2 separate regions of the Gossypium hirsutum genome follow, and region 1 is linked to region 2. A link is a contact called in public Hi-C data. All regions are on one chromosome and are shown on one strand. The core of a region is the stretch at or near the end of the contact, and the rest is flanking DNA. Distances in the headings are between cores, read along the strand shown. Region 1 holds the start of LOC107908063 (protein YIP4a). Region 2 holds the start of LOC107910608 (dihydroceramide fatty acyl 2-hydroxylase FAH1).

Region 1 (3,722 bases), core at 1,066-3,565, 360 kb before region 2:
TATATTTTCTCTTGTATTTAGCACTACTAGTGCCATCTATTTATAAAGAGAGGTAGTGAAACCGTAGTTAAATTATTAGAATACAAATAATATTTTATTTAATAGAAAACAATCCCCTAGTTGAATTACGAGAGAGATTCGACCCTCATACTTGTCATGAGAGGATTTTGGGCCTCTCCTATATCAGGTCCAATTATTATTCACTTGTATTTTTTTCGAATAGATTGGTTTATGGATTTAATTACTTGTGATGTTCATAGTGTGGCATACATTAATCTTGAGTGGATGATAGACTATGTATGGATTTAATTACTTGTGATGTTCATAGTGTGACATACATTAATCTTGAGTGGATGATGGACTATGTATTCGTCACTCGTATACTTTGATGTAAGTAAAAGCTTGAGTTCAAATTGATAAGGAACCGAAAGCTGATACGTTGGGTATACAACTTCTGCAGTATGCAGCAAATTTACAATAGTAAAATTCATAACCCAATACATGGGTAAATGATATCCTCTCAATGGAATTACATGATAGATGAACATTAAACATGGGCACGAGTCATTCGTCTTTGTGATGAATGACTTAATTACTATTTGATAGTAGTTGACTTTTCATAATGGAAGATGTAATGGTTACCATGATATAAAATAGGATCATATTGGGAGAACGAATTTATCCCAAAGAGATTAAGAATATCTTATGAGGGTAACACACTTATGACAAGGTCACAAGCATTGATCGAGTAGCTTTTGTAATGGTATGTCATTAGGGAGAGCTCAGTCACAATACTATAGTTGGATGACTTCGTGATTAAATGAATTTATAATTGATAGGTGAAAAGCTGAAACTTAATTATAAATCATTTGAGCCATAAATACATATGTCCAATCGGTCCTTCCGCTAGCTCGTTGAAATCAAAAATAAATTACATGTTGAGTTAAATGAACAGAATTGGATAGAAATGATAAAGTTAGATATATGAGTTGCATTAAAAAATGAATGTGATCTCTCACTAAGTATGTAAATGATCTGAGAATTAAGCTAAGTTTGTTGAATTATTATTTGATTAAATAATTGAAGTTACAAAAAGGAAATTAAATTAAATGATTATAGTGAATCCGTTGAATGTAGAAATTAAATAGATTTTTTCATAGATTTTCTATGGTAAAGTTGTCATGATTTTAACAGAATCGAAATCGGGTTGAGAAAGTTATTTAATTGGAAAATTAATTAATTTAAATTAATTTATAATGTCTATTTTTAGAAATAGAAAAACATGTACTGGATTGGATTAAATTATAAAGTGCTGGGTTAAAAGGCCAAGAAGTACATATAATTGGACCCAATATAGGAGAGGTCTGAATCCCCATTGTAATACATATGAGGGGAGGCACACCCAATGAATGTAAACAAGTCTGTAGACTTCATAAATGAATTGGTTAGTAAGTATAAGGTAAGTAATGGAATAGGTCATGACAAGTTGATTAAATTAATACCTTTGTTATATTTGAAATTGAAAGGTGACTAGCAAAAGTACAGCTTTGATGATTTCATGAATTTTGAGTGAAAATGGTGAATTTAATGGAAAAGAACTAAACTGCATAAAGTGCAAACTTTATTTCTTCTCCCTTTCATGGGCATTGGGAGCTTTATGAAAGTATGCAAATTTTTTTTCATAATTCCTTTATAAATACCATATATATTAATTAAAATAATAAAATATCTTAATACAATTCTATTTAAAAAATAATAAAATAATAAAATGTCACCAATATCATAATTATAATCCAAGGGTCCATATCCCTTTCCTTAATCTCCAAGTAAATCCAATGACCATGATTCATTCATACACTCAAGGGCATTTTAGTAAAAATTTCAAAACTATCTTGCAAAATGACTATTTTGCTCTTGACACTTTTTAATATTTACAATTTCATCATGCACACCTTTGGCAAAATTACAACTTTAGTCCTTGAACTTTTCCACTTTGAACCCTTAACTTTTAAGTATTTACAATTTTGCTTCATTACTTTTCACTTCTTTACAATTTAGTCATTACTTCAAATCATTATCTCACAACATATTAATTGTTTTAACTTCCTTCAATATCCAATACTCTTTTCTACTAACACTGATAATTCACATTTTGTTTACTCTAAGAAATCTCAACACATACACTCTCAAGTTTACACTTCTTTCAACCAAAGGGACTTTAAGGATGTTACAAAAGGGGTTTAACAAACCTTAGCACAAATCATGATTCCATGAATGATTGTACTCGCTGATGTCATCATTGGATCTGCCGTAAATGACACCAACGGAGTTGCTCTTAGGAAAACGAGAACTGCCCAAAAACAAGGCCAAGTGGCTTCAACCAGGGAAGGAAAAAGAAACAATTAGAAGGAAGGATGGAGATAGAATGTCGACGATAGGCGGCCTACCTCCAAGGATGGTCAAAACAAAAAAAGATGGAGAGATTTGCTAGGTTTTGATAAATGAGAGAGTTTGAAAGATCCTAAAGTGCAGAAATTAACAATATATTTATTTTATTTATTCTTTTAATGATTTTAACCTTCAAAATAAAAAGGAAAAATTTTAGCAAGTCCCTAAAGTTTGGACTCTTTAGTTTGTTCTCTATGGCCCACATGCCACATGTCCTCTTATGTTAGAAATTAACACCGTTAGACCAGAGTACCACAATAATGGATGGTAGAAAAGTACAAGTATCAAATTGAACAAATTAAAAGCGCATGTACCAGATTGACAATTTTACTAAAGTATAGGGGTAAATCTTGTCATCACCCAAAAAATAATAAAAATTGTCCAATTTTGATAAAAAAAATTGTAAAAGGTAGATAAATTAAAATCACACAAATATATAAATCTGAAGAAATTTTTTAGAATTTAACCATCATCATTTATATTCTACCTAGGTAATTCAACATTTTATATTCTACTTAAATACTTAAAGACTTAACGGTGTAAAAAGCATTTAATTAAAAAAAAACAATTAATCCCCTCTTTTTTTTTGGACTCAATTGAATACTTGAACTTTCAAAATGCATAAAAAAGGACTTCAAACTTATTCAAAAAAAGCAATTAAACCCTTGCCTTTTTTGTCACTCAATTGGGTACTTGAACTTTCAAAATACATCAAAAAGTCCCTCAAAATTTTTCAAAAAAGCAATTAAGCCCCTGCTCTTATTAAAAATTAGAAAAAATAAAAAATAAAAAATAAAATTTTTTAGAAAAATTATTAAATTATAATAAAAATTTAAAATTTAAAAATTATTAAAAATTATATTTTTTTATAAAAATTGTAAAAAAAAAACGTAACATTTTATAAAAAATCATAAAAAAATTAACGACCCCTAGTTTTTTCAATTAAAGTCATCACATGTCGCAACACAACGTGACATGCGGTGGAAAATAATAAAAAATAAAAATCAATAAACGTTATAGAAAAATTATAAAATATTTTTTTTGTATGATAATTTTTAGAAATTTTTTTTACAAAATTTATATTTATTTAAATTTTGTATAATTTTAATACGAATTTATAAACTTTTATAATTTTTTACAATTTTTATATATTTTTTATAATTTTTAATATTTTAATTTTTTATTAAAATTTAAAAATATTTACAGGTTTTAATTTTTTATAATTTTATTTTCTAATTTTTAATAAAAGGAGGGGATTAATTTTTTTTTTTAAG
Region 2 (3,785 bases), core at 1,277-3,776:
ATCAAATCAAGCTACGGAACACTTGTGACACAAGTGTTAACTGCTACTTTGATAAGGTTTAAAATCTGCTTTCATTAAATCCATGGGGCTGAAAATTTATAGCGACAACCTGCTCTAGATAATGTGTTAAACTAGCAAGAAAAGTTGCCTGCGACTAGTTAAAACATAAGTTTCTTACCTTAAGGCTTTTAGGAACTTGGTTGGTGGGCTGACCATGGTGTAGGTAGTAATGGGTGACATCATACATAACATACCCAAGTAAACCTCCTCCAAACAAAGCAGGAGTAGTGGACGGAGTGGCACAAAACTTAATCAGATTCCAGAACTAGTAAAGACCAAAAACGGTAAGTGGAACGCAAGTAAACAGAATAATCCAAAGATACATGAATTGCACATGCAATAAAATGCTTTTGATGCAAACTTTCACAGTTCAAGGTTTTGAAGGATTTTACAGAATAACAGGAAACAAAATTACCATGTAAAAGAACATTAGACACAAACTATTATCAAAACTCAGCTGTCATCTACTCGAATGGGAGACCTAACTAGCATCATCATGTAATATATGAACAAGAATTGAAGTAAAATAACACACCGGTATGCATAATATAGCAGCTGCAGCAGGTGGAAAAACAAGCCTCAGGCCGTCCATAGGGTGCTTGTGGTGGCAGCCATGAAGAAGATAGTGTATGGTGTTTCCCCTATATCAAAGTTCCCAATGAATTATTACATCTTTCTAGCATACTATGAAGGCTAATATGCGCAGAAAAGGCAATAAAATTTGCAATACAAAAGTAAAATATGCATTTGATGTTTTTCTACAAGAGTTGTGAACCAAGGAGAGAAGGAACTAACCAATAACTCTTAGTTTCAATGTGGAAAAGGAATCGGTGTAAAACATATTCCACAAATGTCCACAGAAAAATGCCAAAAGCAACCATTAAAGCGGTTTGGGGAAGTGTATGCCCCATACGTACGGACATTGAAATGCACCAGCAAACAACAGGCAGCCATATGGTTGGAATTGCCCACCAGGCAGTGCGAGTCAAGAACTGTTTCAAGTAAAACAAGCCAAAGATGCATTAGCACGCACTTACAACAAAGTGCATCAGTAATGCTTAATAAAATATTTCAAAATGTTTATAAATACCTCCCAAAAATCACTATCAAAGAACCTAGGACCTTCCTTGCTCACAATAGGCTGATGAACCCACTCCTGATAACTTTCTCCAAGGTGACCAACCTGTCGTAGATCATTAAACAGTCAAAATCAGTAGTTTTCAACTAGAAAAATATCAATCTCCCTCATGCCTAACATTGCTAAATAGTATTTAAACTGCAAAAAAGGAAGCAATGAAATCAATGAAAGAAACAGAACAAGAAGTGGTAAAGAAGTTTGTGTCTAATTAACACCACCAAGAAATCAAATCAAGGAAATAAACAAAAGAAATACAGGACTAATGAAGCAATAAAAAATTTCACAAACATATCTATATGTCGCTATTTTAATCACATAAGAAACTATATAAGTGAACTGAAAACCAGTTACACCATAGCTGTCACCACGCATGCTTGTTCCACAAGATAAACCAAAATCAAACATATGATCTTGGTACCTGGAAGACAAGGGGTTTATTCAAATCAACGGTAAATTTGTGTGCAACCATCTTCGCAACTGCATTAAAGAATAAATCTGTTTAGCAAAGGATTAATGAATTAGTAATTTTTGTTTGAAGAATAACAAAAAGAGTGAGGATGACACAAGATTCCACTTATGTCAGGCTACTCCATGGAATTTGTACCATTACTTAACCTCAAAATTCCAATTTTCAAACACATTTCGACACTCAACACTCGAGGATAAAAATCATGAATCAGATTCCCACAGGGACGAACCACAAATTAATTTTTTTAAAAAGTTGTTCAAATTATAAAATACTAAATAAAGATTCGGTTACATCATATCTCAGCCATCAATCAGAAATTTGCAGGAAAAGGGAAAAAGGAAAAAGAAACAGTGCTACTAAAAAAATTAGTAAATCAAGCACTTATATTCCTATTACCCCAAATTTCTAAGCACCCAACCAGCATAACAACACAATGTACTTAACTGAAACATCAACGAAAACCCAGAATTCAGAAGAAAAGAGAAAATAAATTACAGCAGATCTAGAGATTAAAGAAAAACACAAAAATAAAAAGCCAATAAGAAAATTAAAAAGAAAGAAAGAAAGGAAGCAGAACCAACCAAAGACAATGTGGGTTGAAGCTAAGCAAACGCACCAAAAAGCTAGCTTCTCAATGTGAAGAGAAGCTAAAATAGAAGAACAAGGTTTGTATACTTTAGTGAAGCAAAGAGAAGACTGAGAAAGAAAAGGGACAGGATTTTGGGGTATAAATTAAGTGTAGATAAATCGTGGGAGATGATATCAGCCGTTGATTTAAAAAAGAAATATTGTTGGGTATCGAAGAATAAAAAGGCCAGCGGATCTGTCTCACGTTGGATTCTAAATTTCTAACGGTTGCCAGTCTGGCATATTGAAGATCCAGCTTCGTATTTGCGGTGGGGTGGGGGTGGGGTGGGGGTGGGGGTGAGGGAACTATTTTGTATTTTGCTCACATGGTATGCAAGAATGTGAATGCCGAATTTTGCTGATGTGCTTAAAGGGTGTTGGTTGCTGACTGTGGGGTGAGCATTTGGTTAATTTAATCAATTTAACCGATCTTAACATAAAATAATCAAATTAATCAAGCTATTAATGGATCAAATATAAAGTGTTCAAATGTCTTTTGATTGAGTTTAATGTCATCAGACACAAATTTTTGTTTTTAATTATAGAAATAGAGTAAAGTCTGAATAACAAATACGATTAGAACGATTCGAATTCAGATTACACTTGAAGCGATGAACATCCTGACCATCAAACTATATAATTTGACAAATTAAATCACATCAACTCATATTATTAAAATATAAATGAGAATAAATGTAAATATAATAAATATACTTATGTCTTTTAAATTTTCATTTATTTAAAATAAATTACTACTAAATAAGTCAAGCTTTTAAATAATTTTTTTATTAATACATTTTTCTATGATAATAGTTAATTTTTTATATAATTTTTTAAATATTATACTTTCCTTTTTTTTTGTTAATAATAATATATTATACATTCCTTTAAAACACTATTTATGTTTTCAAGATAACTTCATACATTTTTTAATATAACTATCTTTTTAGAATTTTCTTTTACCATTTAATCCTTTTTTAAATTTATTAAATAATTACCGTAAAAATCATTTATTTAAACATTAATTACTTTATTTTAAATTAGTGTCATAGTTATGATAATAATCGGTTATAAGAGCAATTAATAAAAAAAGCCTAAAATTAACCGTATGTTTAGATTGAATAAAAATAAAGAGAAAAAGAAGAGGAAAGTAATACCTTTGTTTTGAATAATTTTTTTTATTTAAGGAGAGTTGAATATTGGTAAAAGTATTAGAGAAGTCTCTATGTTCTAGTGTCACGGACTTAGAATTTTTCCACGCGATCCGTGCAGCCTTAGGCAGTTTCTTTGCTTAAAAACGCCTAAGTCAACCTAACACGCAATGATAATGGATTCAACAGTAAAAACACCTAAGTCAGCCTAATCTCGCTCGATAAAGGATTCAACAGAATTCCCTCAAGGCACCTACGAAGAACAGCAGAAGAACGAAGTAAGAACGAACTTTGAAAGATGAACAAAAGCCACAGAAGAGAAAGAACACTTGAGACAAAA

The links. A called contact is a pair of places that touch in the nucleus more often than the background predicts.
Region 1: a contact with region 2 is called in a Hi-C map of leaf, with 1.6 times the contacts expected there. The contact joins the promoter of LOC107908063 here to the promoter of LOC107910608 in region 2. A contact is called at or near these places in 2 of 34 Hi-C or Micro-C datasets (both in leaf).

Annotation. Positions count from the first base shown.
Region 1 is chrD02:28,720,970-28,724,691 of Gossypium_hirsutum_v2.1, reverse strand. It overlaps LOC107908063 (protein YIP4a), which reads left to right and starts at 2,315. Exons shown (of 5, transcript XM_016835337.2): 1 at 2,315-2,458. The coding sequence starts at 2,315.
Region 2 is chrD02:28,363,204-28,366,988 of Gossypium_hirsutum_v2.1, reverse strand. It overlaps LOC107910608 (dihydroceramide fatty acyl 2-hydroxylase FAH1), which reads right to left and starts at 2,526. Exons shown (of 8, transcript XR_005910625.1): 1 at 2,249-2,526; 2 at 1,617-1,675; 3 at 1,151-1,243; 4 at 856-1,052; 5 at 596-701; 6 at 179-325.